Regions from separate parts of the Hordeum vulgare genome. Here region 2 is linked to region 1. A link is a contact called in public Hi-C data. All regions are on one chromosome and are shown on one strand. The core of a region is the stretch at or near the end of the contact, and the rest is flanking DNA. Distances in the headings are between cores, read along the strand shown. Region 1 holds the start of LOC123402948 (transcription factor BHLH089-like). Region 2 holds the start of LOC123403026 (U-box domain-containing protein 5).

The links. A called contact is a pair of places that touch in the nucleus more often than the background predicts.
Region 2: a contact with region 1 is called in a Hi-C map of leaf, with 9 times the contacts expected there. The contact joins the promoter of LOC123403026 here to the promoter of LOC123402948 in region 1. A contact is called at or near these places in 4 of 6 Hi-C or Micro-C datasets (leaf and seedling) and 1 of 1 datasets of contacts at active chromatin or transcription factors (embryo).

Annotation. Positions count from the first base shown.
Region 1 is chr6H:463,930,598-463,936,896 of MorexV3_pseudomolecules_assembly, reverse strand. LOC123402948 (transcription factor BHLH089-like) reads left to right here and starts at 2,577. Exons shown (of 6, transcript XM_045096918.1): 1 at 2,577-3,173; 2 at 3,257-3,457; 3 at 3,549-3,683; 4 at 3,783-4,094; 5 at 4,187-4,265; 6 at 4,697-4,875. The coding sequence starts at 2,877. The coding sequence ends at 4,734. LOC123402949 (universal stress protein A-like protein) reads right to left here. Exons shown (of 5, transcript XM_045096920.1): 4 at 5,809-5,885; 5 at 4,852-5,144. The coding sequence ends at 5,119.
Region 2 is chr6H:464,202,754-464,209,052 of MorexV3_pseudomolecules_assembly, reverse strand. LOC123403026 (U-box domain-containing protein 5) reads left to right here and starts at 3,526. Exons shown (of 7, transcript XM_045097005.1): 1 at 3,526-3,792; 2 at 3,908-4,042; 3 at 5,278-5,361; 4 at 5,609-5,794; 5 at 5,930-6,037. The coding sequence starts at 5,320.

The DNA.
Region 1 (6,299 bases), core at 1,328-3,827:
GCTCATCCGGACGTCAAAATAGCATCGGCTCGACGCCTTGGGGGGCTTTTCTTTTTTTTGGGGGGGGGGGGGGGGGGGTAAGTGAAAGTTTGAACGATTTACGTCTTTCATGTGTCCTTTTTGTTGACCCACTTCATCATTTCCCTCACAAACTTTGATTGGAACGGGGTGTGGCTGGAAAGATGCATCCGTATTGTTGTCGAATGAAGCATCTGGCGCCCCAATGCACCATTTTTTTGGTTCGGTGATGTTTTGAGGGGCTCCAACGGCTGGAGATGCTCTTAGCTATTCATTTCCCCTGAGTAGTCTGGTTTGCCTGGTCTATTTCTAATCATTTTATCGTCCGGTTGCCTGTTTTTTTCCTGTGGTGATTATCTTTTAGGTCAATTATAAAATAAGTTCAGCGCATCACAGCACAGTTCAACAAACACGGTAAATTATGGAAGTGAACGATTAGGCACATTTTATTAGTAGTCAATAACTGAGAAATGTATTATATCACTAAACTCTTTAAAATTGGAGACCTCCCATTCAATTGAGGTCACCAATTTAAAATTGGGCCATCGATTTTGATCGGGTCAACAATTTCTCATTCAATTGTTTTAACCCTCTATAACACTGGGCTTTCTATTTCTTTAAGGCCTCACAATTAATTGAGGTCTCACTTTGATGTTGGGTAATCCAATTTTGACCTAGTCAATAATTCCACAGTGAGCTCTCTTATTCATTGTTAAATACACTATGGTCCCTAATATTAAAGCTTCTCCCGTCAATCCTTGATTCAATCCTTTGTTGTGGCACTGAAATCTCTAACATCATTGAGCTATCCTGTTTTAAAGCCCCTCATTCAACTATTTAATTTTGTTTGGATACATAATTGATTGAGTCGTTCACCCTGGCTTCATGGTGAGATCTCTCGATGAATGGGTGAAAAAACAAAAATATTGCCCATGGCACGTACAAAAATATTGCCCATGGCCGTTTAGCACCAGCATAACACACGCGTCCAACAATGTAAATAATTTTCTCATATTTTTGTACTAATTAAAAGACGTTCTTCAATCATACGGTCAAAAAAACCACCCAAACACCACAATGATAATAAGAAAAATGGTACACTCACGAATAATTTACTATGGATTGTACATACTAAATATTGTTCCACTAAATACTTTCCCGATTTATACCATTGGCCCACTTTTTCCTAAATCCGTGACCATAAATTGTAAGCATGATTCCACAAAGTATGTTCGTAGGAGTAGCATATCTAATTAAAAAAAACTTCATTGCATCCCTCACACGCCAAATCAACTAATACGTAATTTTTTTAGAACTTTAAAAAAATTACACGAAACATGTATAACCTCAAGAATATAACACAGTGCGGCACGCACTATCCTTCTAGTGTGCTATCATTTCTTCAAACAATAGACTTACCTCCGAAAAGTGCCCTTCTACATCCGAGCTCAAATGAGCTCGGGCAAACATTAAATTTCAAAAGTACTTTTAACATGTTCAAAATCTAAAAAATACGACAAATTTGACAAATGTTCTAAAAAATGTAAAGTTTGCTATAAGAAAATTCGGATTTTTTTGAAAATTTTAAAAGTATTTTTTTATTTTTATTTTGAATTTACTGTTCACCCAAACTCATTTGAGCTCGGATGCAAAAACATCACGTCCCTTACCTCCCAGCTTATATTGAAAACCTAAGATATAATACTATGATCTACTTCTCATTCAAGATCCTGTTCAAGAGACTCGGATTTTTCCTATTTACCTTGGAGACTAAGATATTTTCTTATGGAGTTGTGCGGCCTCGGGATCGGTGTGAATGTGGGAATGGCAGCTTGGGATAGCGGATTTGTGTTGCCGGTGTCGAGTTTGATCACTTGGGTGGCAGAGTCCTCGACTCATCGGGTACGTGGCTTAGGGGCGATGTGGAAGCCGGAGTCATGACGACGCCGAAGAGCGTATGTGTTGTAGGGTGTCGATTGTCACATGGTTAGGAGAGTCGTCGGCTCGTTTGGTACGCAACCTAAGGGCTAGTGTGTGTTGTTCAGGTTTGTAAGTCAAAGCGGCAACATGGATCGTATTGAATGGTGTCGATCATGGTCATTTGGGTGACAGAGTCGTCGGCTCGCTTGGGGCGCAACATCGCCCCGAGAGTTGAACCAAAGCCGAGCGTTTCGAGACCATGGAGCGTTGGGTCAGTTTTCCTTGTTCAAGGTCGGTTTTCTTCTTCCACATGAAAAGGCAAGAGATACTGTTGGTTGCCCGAGGAAAAAGTTTTGCATATGCTCGTTTCTGATGAATGGCTATCGTTCACACATCATAACTGGTCTCCCTAGCCTCAATGGTCGACAGCGCATCAGTCTTACAAACCAAGGCAAATGTAGGAACGAGCCACTTACCAGTTTGCAGACAAGCGGGAGGGGCCTGAGCGGGACTCGGTAGCCACTGCATGCATCTGCCCGCCAGCTGAAACACAGGGACCCGGCCCCTCCTTTACCCCAGCCCTACCTCACATGATCACACCTACAGGGCCCAATCCAATCCAATCCAATCTCGCAGGGAAAAAAGTACGATTACTTGCACAAATGCTCCTACGCGGCCACCCATCATCCCCTCTATATATACGGATTAGGAAAAATTCCAGGAAGCACAAAAGAGGAGGGAGACACCGAGACAGGGACACGCAAGCTTCAGGCACAAGCCCTACGCCGCCTCGATCGTCGCTTGTCTTCCAAGATCCACTCGCACTCGCACACCTTACCTATAGTTGGTTGCACTTCACCAAGAAGAATCAGCCAAGGCTTCGTCCGGGCTTGATCCATCGATCGGTCGCTCGCTCGCTCTTGGCGAGGTGGTGATTAATGGCGCACTGCGGCGGCGGCGGCGGCGGTCCGGGTCCGGCGGCGTCCGTGGAGAGCCATTTCCAGGGCCTGCTCGACGACGACGACAAGTACCGCGCATTGTGCGGCGCCTTCGGGTACCTGCAGCAGCAGGAGTGGCCGGACCTCAGCGGCGCGTGCTACGCGGCCTTCGGCGCGCCGCCGCCGCCGCCGGCGGGCACCAGCAACGGCGCCGGCAACTCCTTCTCCCGCAGCGGCAGCGCCAGCAGCGGCGGCGGCTCCACGAAGAGAAAACCCGACGCGTATCTGGACGCAAAGGTGAGTGCGTCAGATGTTCATGCATGCGCTCTGCTTCTTGGTGTGCTAGCATTTGACTGACAAAAAAAAAAAACCGTTGTCAGGACGGCTGCAAGAGGCCGAGAGGGAAGCAGCAGCTGCGCGATCCTGACGAGGCCGGAGGGGCGGCGAAGGGGAGGCCGGAGAAGCCCAAGGCGTGCGCCAGGAAGAAGCCGGAGGCGGCGGCCGCCGGCCAGAAGACCGACTACATCCACGTCCGAGCCCGGCGCGGGCAGGCCACGGACAGCCACAGCCTCGCCGAGCGGGTACGCATTGCTATGCTACTCGTAGAAACAAGAACAATCAAACCTGCGCTGCGCATGCATGCACAGTTTGATCCTGGTGCGCATGGTGCAGGTGAGGCGGGAGAGGATCAGCGAGCGGATGAGGTACCTGCAGGAGCTGGTGCCCGGGTGCGACAAGGTCACCGGCAAGGCCGGCATGCTCGACGAGATCATAAACTACGTCCAGTCCCTGCAGAAGCAGGTCGAGGTACGCATCACGGCATCAACCACCCGCCTGATTCCGCTTCTCTCGTGTGAAGATCACGTTGCATGCTTCTTACCTCTGGGCATGGCTGCACGCGCGCAGTTCCTGTCCATGAAGATCGCCGCCGCCAACCCGGTGGTGAACTTCAACATCGTCGACGACCTCTTCGGTGGCAGGAGGATGAGCCAGCCGTGCGGCCCCGCGGCGGCCCTGCCCGCCATGACGCTGCCGATGCACCATGGGCAGCTGGACCCGTCCTGCCTTCAGATGAGCAACACTGCTATGCAGCAGATGCAGCAGCCGGCTGCTGGGTTCGGGCTAGACATGGTCCTCAACCACCCGTACCCGCTCCGGTCGGCGGCTGCCACGCCGGCGTCGGCGTCGGCCGCCACATCGGTAGAGTCATGCCTCGATGTATGTGCCCGGAGATCGACCGTCCTTGCATGATGTACGGTTCTGATAGATGATGATATTCTGAACTTCTGTTTTGTTGCGTTTTGTTGCAGGTGAACGGAGCTGCCGCTTGGGACATTGCATCCCAGAACTTGTTCAGTGGGTTTGATGCACAGTTTCAGTCAGTTCAAAGTGAGTAGCTGCTTCTGTGAAGCAAAGCTTGCACTTGCAGGGTTACTTTGTACTGATATACTCATGTGAAAGAACATAGATACATGTTTAGTCAAGGAAAAAATAAGACGTTGTTACACATAAGTTGAGGCTAGTGTAGTCATCATATAGGTGTTATACTGACAGAAGATTAAAGAACTCGACCAAAAACAAACAGTACTTGCTTCTTGTGCAAATTTGGAAGATGCATGTGTATAGTCAGTTAAGTGCAGGAAGCATGTGCCATGAACACATCGAAAGTTGAATAAGCTGCTATGTTGGTCCTGTAATGCAAATATGAAATTCATATTTTTAGTATGCGGTGCAGTGTCAGGACTCAAGTGCCCATTTTGTACTATTTTTAACTTCAGAAGAACATTTCCCCTGAATCAGGCTGCTACTTTCCCTTGCAGGTGGCTGTTTGTTAGACAACCTCAAAATGGAACTGTAAGCAGGATTAATTCTCATTCCTGGAGTTTTAACTGCAACTATACGTGTGGCTGAAGATTCTTTATTCATAGCAACTGTACTAATGCAGTATTCTGTCAGCAATGAAAACAGAAGCACATTTGTGTGAAGTTATATTCTTGTATTGCTCGTGTACCAAATCATATCATAAGCAATCCGCAGTTCTTCACTACTGAGCTACACGAAGGATTCAGATTACAGCAAAAGCATTTACAATATATTCTCGCTACCTTGCTCAGAATAAATGTTCTCACTACAAACAAATTCAGAACAACAACATGCACACAATCTTATCAGCTAAATTACATTAAACTGAAAGTGCAACACCAAACCAGTGCACCGCTGTCTCCTACTTGTCGTCCCCTCTTTAAAGCACAGACTGTTCACCAGCTTCTGCAAAGACATAATTCAACCTTACTTATACTCAAAGTAAAACATAATTCATGTGCACACCATCACTCACAATAAGTTCTGATGAAGATCTAAGTGCGCCCAGATCCGCTCTTCGAGCAAGGTATATTGTTTCAGACTTTTCATGGGTACTACTCAAATTTCAATATATCTTAAACCATCAAATATGTTTTGCTACTAAAAGGTAACAGTATAAGATAACTTTGCTCTCGTTGTGACTCCGTCAACAAAGCTACATTAAAATATTGTTTATCAAGTGAATATTTTTTCCATCACAAACAACATTGAATTAATGAATTGTTTTGAGGGAAGGAGAATCGTCACCAACATTACAGTATCGGTGTGAAAAGGAAAATGAGCCTTCTTCACCGAGCGCAAATTTGATGTGAGGAAGAGCAGAAATTACTCTCGGAGAACACAAGGCAGACTCGTAGAGAAACAGCAGAATCATTTGCTTGAATATCTTGTGGCAAAAAATTCTTTACAACTAGAAACTGCTAGAAATTATCCACATGCATCCACCAATGCATACCAATATGGGCATACACAGACGCACATGCCAGATTTGGCACTAGCACTTGTATCTGACAGTCTTTATTTCGTGTAAGTTGTGGACTATCATGAAGTAAGAACTACTCGAACTAACCTTTGGCTGGGACAATGATAACCGGTGCTGCTTTACAGTTGTGGAAGCAATACTCACTGACACTTCCCTGCAACACACTATAGTAAAAGGGCAAAGTTAAAGGTGGACTTCATAATATATCTTCAGCTCATAGGCCGCAATAAAATATGACAATACATCAAATGGTAGAAATAAGAAAACAACATTGAACATTTTTTAGTGCACTTTGTGGTTTCAGAACAAATACTCGAGCTCTCACATATACTAGATGATGCCCCGCACGTTGCTGCAGAAACATTGCTAAAATATGGATAAATAGTTGTTATAAAAAAATCTAAAGCTAATGGAAAGCGAATGTAAGCTTAAAAACAATAAAATACAAAACGTATAAAAAAAGAGTGAAAGTTTTAGTTAAAATGTAATTTTTAACAAAATATGGAGGATGAACTCTAATGCAAAAAAGCTATTTATGACTAATATGCATGAATTGATGATGTGGCACCATTGCATGC
Region 2 (6,299 bases), core at 2,277-4,776, 270 kb before region 1:
GCACGCACCTGATCGGGGGTCAACCGTCGTGGGCGCGCCCACCATCCAACTCCAGCCGATACGTTCACCTTCACCTCCCGACAACCGCGCGTTGCTCCTACGCAAAGGAGCGCACGTAACGTGTCGCCTGTACCGATGCACATGTGGCCGTACCGTGTCACGATCGTAACATCGAGGTGCGCGCTGCAGAACACAAGAGGACGTGCGTGCGCCATCATAACCTCATCGAAAAAGACCAGACCAGGGCGGCCGGCCTCCATGCATGGCTACGACCGCACGACCGACGAGGCCTGCCCCCTTCTTTGCGTGGCCAACGGCGCGGCCACATGCACCGTAGCCCGCCGGCCGGCCGGCCAGGACCCAGAAACGCACTCCCGGACCAAAAGGCATAAAAACGATACCATATCTTTTCAAAAAAGAAAAAGAAAACGATATCATATCATATCAAAACGATATGGCTAAGTTGGGTTTCACCGGCTTGCCTTCCGGCCACTCGACTCCATTATCGCGCACGGGAGACGCGAGAGGAAGGAAGGAAGGAAGGAAGGAAGATGACGCGAAATGTGGCGGTCGAGCAGGGTGAGATTCATCGATCGGTCCACCACCGGCATGTCGGGGGCAGGTGGACCCGCCGTGTCGGCCAACTCCGGTGGGATCGGGAGAGACGCGGCAGGCAGCGGCTGGCTAATCGAGACGTGCGCCCGGCCGGCCTCCGTGGCGCCAATCGCCCGCCGTCGCCTTTGCGTAAAGCAGCGCCTGCTCTCGCTCGATCCACGTGTTGCGGAGAGCGTCCATCTACCCGTCGTGCGTTTGCCGGCCGGCTGTTACTGGAGAACAAAAACTGGGACACAAGGAACAAAAACTAGCAGCAGTAGGGGAGTACGATCGGGATGAACATTCTTTTTATTGCAAAATGCATAAGGGCATCTCCGGCGCCGCCCCTTAAACCAAGCACCACATCTGTTCATAGACCGGGTTGACAAACCCGCTGACATTGATGTGGAAGTCGGCCATCAAATACTATCCCGGTCAATTCGAAATTCAAATTTGTTCGATCACATAACGGATCACATCTCCTAATCGCATAAAAAGTGGTAAGTATGCATAGTTTTTACATGTTCGATCATAAAAATATCAGTTCGTCAGCTCCACGCCCAATCTATCGTTGTCACCCCTGCCTCTTTCTCGGCCGTCTCGACCACCTCTTTCGCCTCTAGCTCTTCCTTCTGCCACTTTAACACCTTAAAATGAACGACCTAAACGATTATCCTTGTGCCATCATCTAAATCATACATCTTCAAGGTCTAACATCTTTTCGTTCTTCGAAGCGGCTGCAATTTCGATCTTCTTCTCTTTGAATATGGCTTCTTCTCTTTGAGTTTGAGCTTCTTTTTGGTCGCTACTATCAACATGCTAAACCTTTCCGTCTTTCTTTCCTCCTTGATGTTGGAACGATGTACTTCGTTCTCCTGGACAAGATGTCATCGAATCTCTTCACCCTCCTTCTTTTTTATGCTGGCAAGTGTGCTGACATGATCACGACCGCGATGACGTGGTCGAACTCCCATTCTTTTTTGTGTGCTGGCATGTCTGCCGGCCACTGACAAGTGCGTCAGCATGAACTATTTTCTGAAGCTGGTATTGTATGCCGGCCGCTGACATATGGTGCCGTCATAAACTTTGGACGACGACATGATCATTGCCTTATCTGCTTTTAAAATGTGTGCACGGACATAAAATGGATCACGGACGTTGGACTCACCGTCGACCCAAATCTTAAACAAGTCGGACATCGAACGGGCGACCGACCCAAACGAATAAAAAACAAACAAAAACATCGTTCGTTTGGATCGGCGCGTTGGAGTTGCTCTACACCCCTCTTTTCTTCTTTCTATCTTTCTTCTCTTTCCATCGGACAAGGGAACGAACATTTAATGAATCTTTTCCTAATAATAGTAAAATAAATAGTGCTTCTGTCGTCCGTCATAAAAATTACCCCTGAAGTTGGCTTAAATTATCCACCATGCCACCGGTAAGTGGATAAAAAACGATTTATTATTCCTCTTCACAAGTCACCGTCGGTTTTATGTTATTCAGCGCTAGCCCTTATTTTGTCACAAACAACCAACTAGCCTGGTGGTTTCACTATTGCTGCTCTCACCGGAAGGCCTGGGTTCGAATGAGCATTTGTGCTAGTATGATTAAAGTATGGATGCGTGGCATTCGATGATGTCCGTTTTGATGAACGGTGTTGGAGCTGCCCTAACCGACGGGGGACAAGTTTATTGTTTCGGCAGCATTCAACAGAAGCCGAATCTTTGCCCAAGCCCCGCCGTTTGTTTGCTTGCTCCCCATTCTGTTTCTTTCTGATCAACGAACATAAACCGGTAGCACTACAAGACCAGGAGAGGAGCATCCTTTTTGTTGTATGCATGAGAGCAACCGCCGGCTGCTTGCGCTGCATGACGCGTACGTCAGTGGTTTGCCAACTGATCGCCCTTACCGAATCAATCATTCGTCGTTCACAGGTGTGGCCTTGCTTTGCATGATGATCATGATGATGCGTGATGCGCATCATTGGTACTCCGGTGATAGTAAACTGCATCATGATTCACGAAAGATGGTCGAGTCAAAACGCTAAAGAAGCTCCGAAAGCAAGTGTGTTTTTGTTCTGGTATCATCATTTAGCACATTTGGAACGAGGTGCCGTGTCGAGTTTGTACATGCGCGCGCACACACACATGATGGAATGAGGGGTGGTGCTCTGCTCGGTGCTAGGGAGCTTCTTGGTTAAGCGGAGCGTTTCTAGAAGCCGCTGCCCCGTTTTAGGGAGGGGAGGGGTCTTTAATTAAGCTGAAGGCGTGCTAGCAGTCTAATCCCTTGGTCCGAAGAGACCGAGGACGGTCTTGCACGCGTTCTTTCAAAGGAAGCTCCGCAAGCTTAAGCAAAGACCGGGTACGTATGAATGCCCACAAGCTTTACTCACTGATCAGGTTAGGGGAGGAGGGGTTAAGCCGATCGTTTCGGCGGCGTTCAACAGAAGCCGAATCTTCCCCCAACCACTAACTAATCAGTTGTTTTCTCCAGGTTTCAACGCCTAGCCTAACAAAGCCCCCCTGAGAATCCATCGGCAGGCGGCGGCGGCGGCGGCGGCGGCGTGCGGCTCGCATGACCCTGCCTTTCCGCCTGCCCCGCCGCGCGCGCGTGGTCCGCGAGGCCGCGCCCGTCGGTTAGCTTCGGCGCTCGCTGGGTCCGGGACCCTGGTGCTGGTGTGGTGCACCGTGGGCGCGCAGTCGCCATGGCACGTACGTGTCCACGCGCGGGGTCTCGTGGGAAGGTGGTGTGGTGCGTGTCTCTACCGAGCCGATGGAGACGGACAGGGCGCCATCCGGGGGCGGGCCCCGCAAACCGCTATGGCGGGGACGGCGACCGGGAAGGAAAAGCAGCGAGCCCGAGCGCGACGAGGAATATTATACTCGCTGGTGCGCGCGCGCGCGCTATGGGCGCAGGTGGTGGTGTGCCTGTGGCTCCCATCATTCCCACGATTCCTTTCTCCCTCTCTCTGTCCCGCTGCCCCCTCCTCCCCTCCTCCCCGCGCCGCCTTTATCCGTCTCCTTCTATACCGCTACGAGTACTAGACTAGGAGGAGACTGGTCGACCCAGGGAGCAAACGCCTCCGTACTCCATTCCTCGAACCCCACCCGCTTCCGGCATCCAAATCCAAGGACCCCTCCATCCCTCCGTCCGTCCATGCTCCGGTGAGCCAGCAGAGGGTTGCCGTTCTTGCGCCTGGTATGGTCCCTCCCCCGCTCCACGAGCCTCTATCGCTCTTCCTCTCGCTGCTGCCTTGCTTGCCGGGGAGGGAGGACGTCCGGCTGATTCGTTCCGTTCGACTTTGTGGTTGCAGGAGGAAGCAGGGTTCCTTCCATCTATCCCCTCTGTCCCCGTGTCGAGGGGCGACAAATAACAGCAACAAGGAGGAGGTTCGTTGCTTTCTCTGCGCGCAGCTTGGTTTTGGGTCGTTCCTACCGCGCGCCAGCAGGTTGGTTGTCTCGTCCCCCTTCCAAGTTGATTCCATCTTGTTATGCCCCTATGCTGCCGATGCTCCATTGAATCCCCCCGTGTGCATCCTCTCTTGTTGATGATCCGGAGGGATTTGGTGCCGTTTCCATGATCGATAATCACCTTTTGATTGAGTTGCTAAATCGTCGGCTGGACCTGCCCTCTTCTTCCATCCCTGGGAACAAAACGCCAATCTTTTTCTATGATGATTTTTCTGGCCCGCGCCGTTTAGGTCTTTCTGCCCAAAGGGGCTGATTTTTTATGTTTCTCTTCCCCTTCCAGTGCTTTCCGCTTTTGTGCTAATGGCCGGGGTGGTTGGGGTCCATTCATGCCTCATGCGGGTTGGGTTGATACTTGATACCGCCAATAGCAAACCAACTGATCAGTGGGTTCTTGCAAAACTCCAATCCCCTTTCCTCTCTGCGTATGCTTCCTGCATCAAGCTTAGCGCTGGAAACGATTACGTTTGCTTGGCCCATACGACCGGGGGTTTGTCATGTACCCACCCATTGAGACGCTTTGAAATTCAGAATACAACTCGTTTGTTTATTTATTCCTGCTCTTATCCGTGGTTTGATTTCTTCAACCAATTGTGTAAGGCCGAGGATGAAATGGTCCGATGGCCCATAATCAACTCGATTCAACTTTTATTCTTATTATTTTATTGCATGGTTGTTGAAAGAACAAAAAGACCGGCTGCGGACCAATTTGTTGACTTTCAATAATGGTGGTTGTTCAAGAGGTATTTTGACCAATCGGTTTACTTTTTGCCTGTGCTAGAAGACGAGAGGTTGGGTTATTAGGGCCATCTGTTAGTACAAATGATGACATGTCTTGGTTTCTCGACGATTAATCATTGTTCGTAAATGCAATCTAGTTATGCAGTTGGACCTGTAAGGGGAGTCATAGCACTCTCACCCGACATAGCTATGAAAACAGCTAGCTACTAATAATTTATTTTTGATAAACACTTCCTGAATTATGTAACTGTGATAAGAAAAAAGCATTCAGAAAAAAAATGCATGGTGAGAGATGTTCCCTTGATGCAACGAGCCACCACCATCACCATATACCTTACAAATTTGACATTTGTGTGGACCGAACTATTGTTTCCTTTGACAACTTAGTAACATTCTTCAGTGTCCTGATATGGTTGGATTTCCCTGACTTAATTCACAGCATTTTCATGACATTATTTTCTTCCCTGTTCAACAGTTCAAGGCCCTTACGATTAAGATTGGCAGTCACTCTTCGACAATGGCGAACACGGGTTTATCACGGCGCAACTCTTGTCCAAAGGTGGAATACTTAATTACCTCTCAGTTTTTCCAACCATTCCAGTACTTTTTATTCAGACACGGGGCATTTGGTTATATGCCTTTATTATGCAAGATGAAACCCTCTCGTATATGGCGGGGAAATCATGCTGTTTCTTATGTGTCATACTAGTCATGCAAGGGTTCCATTCATCGTCTTTTTAGTTTCATCTTTGTGTACCTAATTTTTTTTATTAATGCTTTTATATGAATTGTCTTGCTTTTGTTAGGTTCACAGCTCATTGTGCAGTGAGTTGACAATGATGCTAGATAAAATCTCCTCTATTCTTCCATCAATTGAGGCAGCTCGACCAGGATGTAAAGCAGGAATACAGGAATTGTGCAACCTATACCATATAGTTGAGAAAGGAAGACTCATAAGTCAGCACTGCGTCGAATGTAGCAAACTCTACTTGGTATGTTATTCCTGTGTTCATGGGAAACTTAAGATTATAATATCCTAAATTTATTATTGATTCTTGGACCCTTTTGTTGTGACTACTTTGTGCTTTTGAAAGTATTATTTGATGATTTTGGATATTTATGTTCAGGCTATTACTGGAGAGGCAATTTTATTACGATGTGAAAGGGTCAGAGACTCACTTAAACGGAGTCTGTTCCTGATTCAGAATATGGTCCCAACAGTGCTAGCTAATCAGGTTAGTTGATATAGTTTGATGTTTTACTCTTTTTTGTGTGTGTGTCACCAACTCAACTTATGCTAGGATGAATATACCAATAGGCCGTTTTGGTGTTGCTTATCATACAATTTCATGTGTTCTTATGATAGCATCTTCACTATTATGTGCTTTGATTGATTTGTTGTGGGAAATTTATAAGATAAACGGATATCCGTAGTCCCTATTTGTATTGCTTATCACACAATTTCAAGCATCCTTAGCATCTTCACTATTATTTTTT